Regions from separate parts of the Mus musculus genome. Here region 2 is linked to region 1. Evidence: chromatin contacts called from public Hi-C data. All regions are on one chromosome and are shown on one strand. The core of a region is the stretch at or near the end of the contact, and the rest is flanking DNA. Distances in the headings are between cores, read along the strand shown.

Evidence for each region. Hi-C and Micro-C count contacts between places; a contact is called where the count stands out from the background.
Region 2: a Hi-C map of cerebellum shows a contact between it and region 1, with 2.6 times the contacts expected there. The contact joins two enhancer-like sites. A contact is called at or near these places in 7 of 484 Hi-C or Micro-C datasets (cerebellum, cerebral cortex, cortical neurons and 3 more), 2 of 115 datasets of contacts at active chromatin or transcription factors (differentiating embryonic stem cells and large pre-B cells) and 1 of 9 other capture datasets (embryonic stem cells).

Annotation. Positions count from the first base shown.
Region 1 is chr1:167,067,331-167,073,042 of GRCm38.p6, reverse strand. All of the region lies in intron 1 of Fam78b (family with sequence similarity 78, member B), which reads right to left. Among named protein-coding and RNA genes, the nearest start is that of Gm33610, 35 kb to the left of the region's middle. Within about 2 kb of position 3,067, at least 18 of the 459 cell types and tissues checked have an H3K27ac peak or open chromatin away from gene starts, as enhancers often do. A contact at or near this core is called in cerebellum and cerebral cortex, where this site is marked.
Region 2 is chr1:167,216,815-167,222,209 of GRCm38.p6, reverse strand. No RefSeq gene overlaps it. Among named protein-coding and RNA genes, the nearest start is that of Gm46170, 47 kb to the left of the region's middle. Within about 2 kb of position 1,444, at least 28 of the 459 cell types and tissues checked have an H3K27ac peak or open chromatin away from gene starts, as enhancers often do. A contact at or near this core is called in cerebellum and cerebral cortex, where this site is marked.

The DNA.
Region 1 (5,712 bases), core at 1,818-4,317:
TCTCTGTTCTTGACCCTCTGTCCGCCATTATTCCTTGAGTGCGCACATAATGGGCTTCAGGCTTGAAACTCCCGACTTCTCCATGGAACAGTGAGATAGAACTATGTTTGTCATTGCGTCCTTTACCCAGAATGCAGTGCTAGGGAAAAGGTGCCTGTGTGACCCTCTTTGTTTCTTCTTTAGCTTCCAGCTGTCCGTTGCTGGCCTTGCCTCATCTCCTAACAGTTTAACTTTGGAAGGCTCAGTCTTTTGTTCTTGTTCCCTGCCCATCTCTTTATCGTTTCTTAAGATCTAGTTGACCTCCAGAAAATCATTCTATCAGCTTTGGGCTCCTCATGTGTAAAATGGGAAGAGAACCAGCTCTGAGCATCTCTTTTTTTTTTCCATTTTTTATTAGGTATTTAGCTCATTTACATTTCCAATGCTATACCAAAAGTCCCCCATACCCACCCACCCCCACTCCCCTACCGACCCACTCCCCCTTTTTGGCCCTGGCGTTCCCCTGTACTGGGGCATATAAAGTTTGCGCGTCCAATGGGCCTCTCTTTCCAGTGATGGCCGACTAGGCCATCTTTTGATACATATGCAGCTAGAGTCAAGAGCTCCGGGGTACTGGTTAGTTCATAATGTTGTTCCGCCTATAGGGTTGCAGATCCCTTTAGCTCCTTGGCTACTTTCTCTAGCTCCTCCATTGGGAGCCCTGTGATCCATCCATTAGCTGACTGTGAGCATCCACTTCTGTGTTTGCTAGGCCCCGGCATAGTCTCACAAGAGACAGCTACATCTGGGTCCTTTTGATAAAATCTTGCTAGTGTATGCAATGGTGTCAGCGTTTGGATGCTGATTATGGGGTGGATCCCTGGATATGGCAGTCTCTACATGGTCCATCCTTTCATCTCAGCTCCAAACTTTGTCTCTGTAACTCCTTCCATGGGTGTTTTGTTCCCAATTCTAAGGAGGGGCATAGTGTCCACACTTCAGTCTTCATTCTTCTTGAGTTTCCTTGTCGAAGATCAAGTGACCATAGGTGTGTGGGTTCATTTCTGGGTCTTCAATTCTATTCCATTGGTCTACTTGTCTGTTCTGAGCATCTCTTCATCTGAGTTATCTCGAGGGTAAAACAAAGTGTTGGTGTATGAGCAAACGCTCTGTAACTTATACCATTCCCTGCAAACATTAGTTATCTCTGCTTTCCCCCACCACCTTTCTCCTCACTGTGATAAACAGTGTTTTCGTTTTAAACAATCAGCCATTGACCCAAAGCTCACAGCTAATGCACCTGCCAATGGGCCTAATAATGAAAGCATCGATTATTGCAACCTTCACGCTTTCCACCTCCCTTTTAGAAGAGCCGGATCTCAGCCACACCGCTCATGCTGGTCATTTCATTCAAACGAGCTCTCTCTGACTTAAGGTGCACCTGCTCTTTGACCTGGCCAGCGTTCCCAGTGTGAGTGGGGGGTTGGAATGAGCATCCTCTCTGAGAAGGGCCCACTCTCCTCTTCCCAATCCGGTGAGGCCATGGGGGTGGGGGCTGGGCAGTGTTGTTAGACAGGAAACTTGCTCAAAGTCATCCAGCTCGGGAGGGTCAGGCCTGAGTGCCAGAACAGAGGTCTGATTCTATACCGCTTGCTTTCTCACAGTGCATCCTTGGTACTAAATGGCCCTGGACTCCTGAGAGATCAGAGTAGTGGTCATGGAGGACACTGATACACACTGCCATGACTATGTTGGCATCACAACATGGAGACGTTGAGGAATAGCTATTAGACAGTCTCTCCTCCCCACAGGGCCGTCACCCTGGCTACCTAGGTTTCTCCAAGCCTCCTCTCTTCAAAATCCATCAACTTCAAGGGTTAATACAGGCAGAGCAGAGAACCTCCACCATCCAGTTCTCCTTGTGGGGCTGATGATCAGTCCTGACAGTGTCACCCCATCATAGCTGACTGCAACATCCTCACTACTGATACTACACTGAGAGTCTGTGGTCTAACCGCTGGATTGAGCCTACTCTTTAAAGGGATACCGGTTGCCAAGTTAACTGTGCTGAACTTAGAGGGTGGGAAAGAGCCTCAGATCTTCGCTCTTAATTGTCATTAGTAGAGTCTAAGGAATTAGCATTCTGGGAAAGCATGGCACCTACTCTGAGAACTCAAGCTTCCCTATATCAGTACTGAAGAGAGTGACGTGCGCTCTTTCCAGGAGCTTCAGGTTCTCTGTCATTTCAGGTTCTGTTGCACTTCTCCCTCTAAACCCCACCCTGACAGGATCTGCCTTGGTCCTCATCAGGTAGCTGAAGAAAAGAGAGGTATGGAGCAGGTGAGAGCTGGGCTCAGGGCTGGGGAGAGAGCTGTGACAGAGGTGGCTGAGGAGGGTTGGAAGCCAAGGCCCTGCGTGTCACCTCACGAGTCACAAATCTCACTGTCTCTAAGCAGCCACCCAGCTTCTCAGCCACCAGTTCCCAGCCCTGGCCCTGGCCCTGGCCCATGGCCCAGTCTTCGGCTGGTTTGCACCATGATTGCAGAGTAGGTTTTAAAATTAGGATCTTTCCTAGTTCTGCATTGTTTATGTCAGACTCTGAGAAGCCTGTAAACACTACCCACCCACCTCCGCTCCACCTCCTTCCTTTCTGACCACATCCGCTTCTCTTTGGCACACAGGCAGACATATTACCCCCCCTCCCCTCCCCTCCCCCCAGCTTCTATCGCAGAGAAAAGAAAATTTCCCATGTTCCCCAAGGTTCCTGAGTCCTGGCAGAGGCCTTATCTTTAAGTGGAGATTTCTCTCATTTCCCAGCCTCACGATAGATTCACTAGCACCATGACACCTTGGGATGTGCCTATCTTTCACCACCACCTCCAGGTCAGTTATCCCGCCTGGGACCCAGAAATCTCTGCGGACTTCTCTACTTGACAGCCCCGAGACCTCAGGTGGGAGGCCAGTTTTCTGGGTCACGTCTGAGGATGGTTTGCCGCTGACTCGAGTTCTCAGCTTCCTGGAGCAGAGTGTCTTTTCCATTCCCATGGCTGCGCAAGCTGGCAGCCTGCACACAGAAGGGTGTTTAGTCATACCTGCAGAGCAGTTCTGCAAGACCCAGTGGGTGTCTCCTCCAAGGATTGTGCCCGCAGGCCACACAAGCCCTTTTAGTCCCTTAATGGGCACAAAGCCTAGTGGCAGGCAAGGAGCTCCCCCCCCCCCCCATTCTCACGGAGATCACGGCCCATAGGGTGATGGAACAGATGGCTCTCCCTAATGTTCCTGCTCGGCTGCTATGTGGACCAAGAGGAAGCAGTGCTTGGTGCATTACAGCTGCTTTTCAGGTGCTGTTATGCAGATTGCTCTTTTCAAACCAAGGTTGAGCAACCGGGGCCTGAGAATCCTCCAAGGGAATTTTCCTCCCCTTATGCAGATGGGATTGCACTATTTATTTCACTTTCATCCTGAGGAGGTGACAGGAGGGTAAGCAGCCAAATTTCACTTATTCAGTGGGGACACTGAAATAGAGAAATGCCAAATCATGGCACAACTCCAAGAGAACACAGTTTTCCAAATTCTTTTCACAAAGTTTTTGGTGAGCACTTACTTTGTTCCAACATTATGTTTACCTTGTGACACGGAAGATCTAGAAAACACACACTGGCACGCGCACATGCACCACACAGAAGACCTAAACACACACACACACACACACACACACACACACTCACACTCACACACACTCACACACATGCACAGAGCATAAACACCTTACAGGGTAAAGATGACTAGCAGAAATTATATGAACAGAGGCTGTTCGTATCTTTCTGAGAGACGACTGAGTTCCAATTACCTTGCAAGCTCTTTCATTTTGAATTTTCTTATGTGCCCAACCAAGAGGGCAGAATACATTCCCGAGTAGGTAGACCTTGGGCTGTATCTCTATACTTTGACTCAAGACTTGGGTCTTTGTACTGATAGAGTTGGGTTCTGAGGACCATAAAGGGATGTGCCTTCAAACAAAGAGACATCATGTCTGTCCCCAAGAGATGAGCTGTGTATTTCATAAGCGAAGATTACATATACCTGGTTCTTCTGGCTCTAGGGTCACTAGGGGCCCAGTGTCTATTCACGGTCCTCTCCAGGCTTCTGGTTCCTTCAGAGTGTCCTGCATTATCTGTGGCTGAGAAGATGCTGGGGCTCTGAACTCTGATAGCTTCTCCATGTGCAAACTGGTAGAAGGAGGTTCCACTCCTGCCTGTACACTACCTGGATCCATCCTCAAAGCCAAGCTTCAACTAGAGTCCCTGCCAAAATCTAGGATTCCATAGCTCCTAACTGTGACACTCAGTCTCTTTGCACCCCCCTCCTTCTCCTCCTCCTCTTCCTCCTCTTCTTCCTCCTCTCCTTGTGCCCTGTCACTAGCTGGGAGGAAATGTAGCTCATTTATTTGCATGTACACCAGCCAAGTGGGATTCCTAGTGTGAAACCTTCCAGTGGGGCCTTAGAGATGGACATTGTGGGATCTCCCCATTTACCCCAACCTCATAGTAGTTTGCTGACGCAGTCTGGGTCTGCAATCTCATTGCCACAGAGCACCTGCAGTTATAGCTATTTATAAAGGTGAGGCTAGATTTCTGTGGTCGAGTGCAATGGTATCAGTCATCTGTTGGTGACAATGAACAGTGAGAATGGTCAGCTGTGCAGGGGATGGGGGTGGGCAGCCCTTGAGTGAAGGGGAACCACTCTGTGAAGCCTTGAAATCTGGACCTAAACTTGTGTTAGCTTTAAAAGCTGAGGTCAGGACAGGTCCCCCTCCACCCCCTTCAGATTAGTCGGCCCAGAAGTTGTTGTGATTTTCCACTTGTCTGATTAAGGAGAACACATCTTCAAGGTCAAGAACATACTGATGAAGAGACAGTTGTCAAATCTCCAAGATACAAAGAGGCATCAGACATTTACCAGGTGAATGAAGAAGAACAGTTTCCTGGGCCCACAGGTGGCAGCAGGGGAGCAGGGGCACTAGGCCCCACTAGGGCCAGACAGTGCTATCACCCTTCTCCTGCTTTGGTGGCTATTGGAACATTAGTGATCCGGGTGGGGGGGAGTGACCATGTTAAACCCAGCTCCTCTGATCATATCTTACAAGAGGCTCATGGATTTCCTAGGTGCTCCATAGCATTGGGAAGAGAGGTGATGCCCCCCTGTACTCCTGCCTGCCTTCTTTAGCCAGCCCTATGGACAAGACAAGAATGGCCAGAATAAACCAAGAGAAATATCTGGGGCAAACAGAGTTGGGGAGAGAATAGACAAAAAGTCTGAGGAACCAGAACACAGCCTGGCAAACCCCGGGGTCTGGGTCTCCAAGCCAAGGGTGGGCCTGAGGAAGGAAGGACAAGATCTGAGGACTTGGAGGTTGACCAGTGTAGGCTGAGGCCTCTTGGCCTCAGTGGTCTAGCAGACTTCCAACGTCTGGAAGCCAAGAAATAAAGTCAAACTCAGAGAAGTCTGTTTGTTGGCATAAGAACAAGGCCAAGAGAACCACAGAGCAAAATAGCTGTGGTGACTAAGTTAGAGATGCTCAGGGCAGACAGAGGGCAGGACCCTCAAAAGTCAGATATTAAGATATTACCACTACCAGTATTTACTGGATGCCAAGCAGTCTACTAAACGATCCACACAGCGACCTTCCAGCAGGCGTGTTGTTTTGGTTATTTCATGCGGAAGCTGAGACTC
Region 2 (5,395 bases), core at 195-2,694, 150 kb before region 1:
ACCAGAATGGCCTCTGAACTCAGAGAGATCCACCTGCCTCAGCCTCCCAAGTGCTGGGATTAAAGGCACACACAATCACATCCAGCTTATTCCTGTTTTTAAAAGACCTACATCCAGGGCCTTTCACACAACTGGCTTTTGCTCTTTGTCGTTCCTGACAGTTCCCATGTCTTAGCTTCCCTTCATCTCTACTTCTCATCCTGTCTTTCCAGATGCTTGCTTTTTGCTAACCCTGGAACTAGGCAGGCCTCTGGATAGGAGCCTCAGCAGTGTCCCCTCTTTCCCTAGGGTGGTTTTGCTGGTGAGGCAGGGCAGTGATGCTGCTCTTAATTCTTTCTATGTGTATGGCTGTTTTGCCTTCATGGTATATCGGTACCGCTTGTTTGCATGGTATCCTCAGGCCAAAAGAGGGCATCAGATGCCATGGAATTGAAGTCACAGGTAGTTGTGAGTCTCCCAGTTTTAGCTCCAGATTAACATTGCTTTAATGAAGCCATCAATGGGCTGGCTTGCAGACAATGGCTTCAATACAAGGAGTAGAGAGAGGGTCTTGGAACATGGCATTGTAGGCTTCAAGAGACTAGGGTAGGTGGATTCCTTCACGATATGCTGGGGGTGTTTAGGTGCTTTAAGGCGGATCTAAAGTTTAAGTTAATGGCACATACCTGTGACCCCAATATTAAGCTGAGGCAAGATGACAAATTTGAAGTCATCTTGGGTCACATACAAAGACCCTATCTCAGAAAAATCCCTCCCAATCGCCCCTTCGCCACCACAAAGAGAACAATTTAAGAGGTCATTTTCTCGACTGGGGATGTTTCTTGGTACCAAAGCACCTGCCTAGCATAAGCAAGAGGTCCAGGCTCAATCCCCAACATTGCAAAACCGAAACTATGAGCTAGCTGTTACCCTAGTCTTGCGTGTATACTTACATACATATTTCAATAAACCATGAGCTAAAATAACATGGGAACCCATTAGAGACAGGACTAAGCCCTGGTATATACATCTTAGGAACATAAAACTACCCTCTATGTAAACACCACATCTACCCTGGGCCCTGACTTGTACTGTTTGGATTCAGTGGCTCCAAGGACTTGTGTGTTGAGTTCTGACTGTCCTGGCTGGGGCAAGCCAGCACCTGGTGACAGCTCCCCTGCCTGGACGGGATGCTCATCACACGTGTGCATTTCAGAGGAGCCCTCCCAGTGCCATCTGCTTCCTCTGAAGTAAACGGCCTCCATTGTAAAATCACACTAGATTTTTCCTGTGTTTGTTATGTGTTCACTCATACTTAAACAGACAGACAGACAGACAGACAGACAGACAGACAAACACCCCTCCAAAAAGCAAACCAAACCTGTGAAGGATGCTAAGAAATGTGCTGGTTCTCCGGGATCACTGGAAAACTGAATTCAGCTGCTGCAAAGGTCTAACCTAAATGACAGGAAGTCTGGTGTGTGTCTGCCATCTAGTGGTGGGGATTCAGACGGCAGCAGGAGTGGGTGGCTTCAGTTCCTGGACAGCCATTTGACTGGCTATTGATATTTAAGAGATGTATACTCAGGTGCTATTAAAAGTATTAACTACTAATATGACTTTAAAAAAATATTTAAGCCTCCACTAGAGCACATAGAAACTAACTCCCTTAATTTCTCCATGGCAACAATTGTGAGTGGATTGGGATGGGGGGAGGGAGTGTGGATGTGTGTGTGGATGGGTGTGTAGGTGTGAGTGTATATGTGTGTGTGTAGGCTAGAAGTTGTCAAGTGTCTTCCTCAATCACTCTCTTCTTCCTCTTCCTCCTCCTCCTCCTCCTCCTCTTCTTCTTCTTCCTTTCTTCTTCTCCTCTTCTTCTTCTTTCTCTTCTTCCTCTTCTTCCTCTCCTCCTCCTCCTCCTCCTCCTCTTCTTCTTCTTCTTCTTCTTCTTCTTCTTCTTCTTCTTCTTCTTCTTCTTCTTCTTCTTCTTCTTCCTCTTCCCCTCTTCCTCTTCCTCCTCCTCCTCCTCCTCCTCCTCCTCCTCCTCCTCTTCTTCTTCTTCTTCTTCTTCTTCTTCTTCTTCTTCTTCTTCTTCTTCTTCTTCTTCTTCTTCTATTATTATTATTATTGATAATATCCCACTATGTAGACCAGGCTGGTCTCTAACTCACAGAGACCTGCCTCCTGCCTTCTTGGGTGCTGGGGTTAAAGGTGTGTATCATCACGTCATCCTATACCATTTATTTATTTATTTATTAGGTGTGTATCATCACGTCATCCTATACCATTTATTTATTTATTTTAGAGGGGTTTCTCTCATGTGGCTAGAGACCACAGGTTCTGTAAGGTGGCATGTCCCTGCCCACGAAATGGATGTGTGCTGTAGGATCCAGAGGATTCTGGGACTGCATTCAGGCCCTCATGCTTGTATGGCCACCTCCCCAGCCCCAAGGCTACAGCTGTTTCTACTACAGTAGTTTTTACAGGCTGCTATCATCAGCTGTCTATGTGCATGTGTGCACATGTGTGTGGTTATTATTATTTTAAAAGCATCACTGGGATCTACCCTGAGAACTCTGAGCCTGTAGACCTGGAAGAGGATCAGTGATAACAGGTTGTTGGGGTGAGGTGGATCAGCTCTACAGGGAGGGTTGGAACCCCAGGACCTACCTTGTGCATTTTTACCCATAGGGACCCTCACACCCTGGTGTTCCTAGCACTTGTAATGCTGCCTCTCCCAGACATGTCCCAAGCATTGCAGATGGGGACTGGAAAGGTAAAATTCACTGCAATTAAGGGAAGAGAGAAGGAGCCACTGGAGTCCTTTCATTCTTTCAGTTAAAAGCAGACCGTGGGGAGATGCCACTTGTCTCCATAGATGCCACCCCACACCAGCTCTGTTTTGCACAACAGTTCCTGGAGAGCAGGGAGTGTGTCTGCATCACTGAGCATCCAACATGGCCCACCAGAGTTCCATTGGAACAAGGTACTAACTAGAGAAAGTCCCATGGTGCCTTACATGACTGGAACCTGCTTTTGGCCATAACCTCCCATCGGTTTTGGGACTGTGTAGACTGCTGGCAGGGTACCAGCCTCCCTAGTTCTCTGAGAACTGAGAGTATGGCCTCCATCTTTATCAATTTAGTGGCTTAGTAGGTCACATAAGGTGACAGACACAATGTGATTTAGGAACAATGAAAGGATAATGAGTGAGTGTGCTGCTCAGTTCAGTTCACTATGCAGCTAGCCTTGGTGGTACTAAAAATTGATTGAGTTTAGCTCAGACCAAAGTATTGCTTGTTTTCTTCCCCCGTTGCTGTGATAAGAATACCCTGGCAAAAGAAACCTAAAGGAAACAAAGGTTTTACCTCAGCTCACTGTCAAAGGGCAAAGTCCACTGTGGGGAAGGCAAGGTTGTAGGGGCATCCACAACCAGGAAGGTGAGGGCAACAGATGCAGGTAACTGCTCAGCTTCTTTCTCTACTTAGACAATCCAGTACCTAAGCCAGGGAATGGCGCCACCCACAGTGGACAGTGGCTCCCCATTTCAGTTAACATGATCAAGCTAATCCCCCACAGGCATGCCCAGAGGTCTGCTTCTCCCAGGTGAAGTTAGAGTCAGTCAGGTTGATGATTATTGGCACTGACCCTCACAGTTGAGTCAAACAGACAGAGGAGGGACTCAAGCCAAGCCAGTATCGGCTGGGTGACAGGCTATGCCTATGAACCAGCAAGTGTCATGAGGACTACTTCAGGTCAGTTTGTCACATTGTCATCAGACCTAATGTCTTCGCAGTGAGGCACCAATGGTAACAAACACCACTGGAGGTGTATGTCAGTGAGGGTTCGTTGGGTTGAGCTGCATGCAGTAGGAAAACAAAGTACCAAGGACGTGTGACTTGAGGAAAGCAGCCTGTTTTAATCCTAAGTCAGCAGTTTTTCAACCTTCCTCAAGCTGCGACCCTTTAATACAGTTCCTGATGTTGTGGTGACCCCCTAACCATAAAATTATTTTCTCTGCTACTTCATAACTGTAACTTTGCCACTGCTATGAATTGTAATGTAAATATTTAATATGCAGGATATGATGATATACAACCCCTGTGAAAGGATCAATCAATCCCCAGAGGGGGTTGGGACCCACAGGTTGAGAACCACTGTGTTAACGTCAGCGTTGAAGTCCAGTGCTAATAACGATGGTGTTACCAGAGACTCAGACTCTAAGGCTTCCATCTGATGCACTTGGTTTTCATTTTCAAAACCACTTTATGGTCCAAATAGACTTCATTCCATTCAGAGTGGGGCTGTAGGGAAGTCCTGTTTGGGGAAGACTTTTCAGAATGAGCCCTCTGTTCACGTTTTCTTGGCCCTCAGAACTCAGTCTGCAACTACCTTGTAGGGAGACTAGGAAATGTGGTCTTCTGAGGTGATGCCATTTCTTCTCTGAATAAAATCAGAACCGCACAGAGATAAGCAAAACCCAGAAAACCCTCTGTGATGGTTTGTATATCCTTGGACCAGGGAGTGGCACCATCTGGGGGTGTGGCCTTGTTGGAATAGGTGTGACCTGGTTGGAATGGGTGTGTCACTGTGGGTGTGGGCATAAGATCCTCACCCTAGTTGCCTGGAAGTCAGTCTTCCACTAGCAGCCTTTGGGTGAAGATGTAGAACTCTCAGCTCTGCCTGCGCCATGCCTGCCTGGATACTGCCGTGCTCCTACCTTGATGATAATGGACTGAACCTCTGAACCTGTAAGCCAGCCCCAATTCAATGTTGTTTTTTATAAGACTTGACTTGGTCATGGTGTCTGTTCACAGCAGTAAAACCCTAACTAAGACACCCTCTTAGTCACTGAAAGCTGTAATGTAATTTTAGGTGCTTGTGGACATGTCTGAGTTCAATTCTCAGTATCCACATAGTGGTTAGAGAACAGACTGTCCTCTGACCTACACATATACACACAGAGACACAGACACACATGCACACACACACATACACACACTAAATAGACATTCATTCATTCATTCATTCATTCATTCATTCATTCATTTAGAGACAGGGTTTCACAGAGCCTGAGCTGGGCTGGAACTTGCAATGTAGACAAGGCTGGTCTACAACTCACAGAGATCTCCCGCCTTTACCAGGTGCTGGGATTAGAGGCACGAACCATCAAGACTGGGCCCTACATTAAATCCATTTAGTTTTTAAACCTTATTGAACTATAACTTGTATGCTGGATAGTATTTATGTCAACCTGACACGGGTTAGAGTCATTTGGGTAGAGGGAACCTCAACGGAGGGAGAGAAGAAGCCCCATCAGACCGAGCCTGTGGAGCATTTTCTTGATTGGTGATTGATGTGGGAGGATCCATCCCACAGTGGATGGAGCCGAGCCTGGACAGGTGAGTTGTAGAGG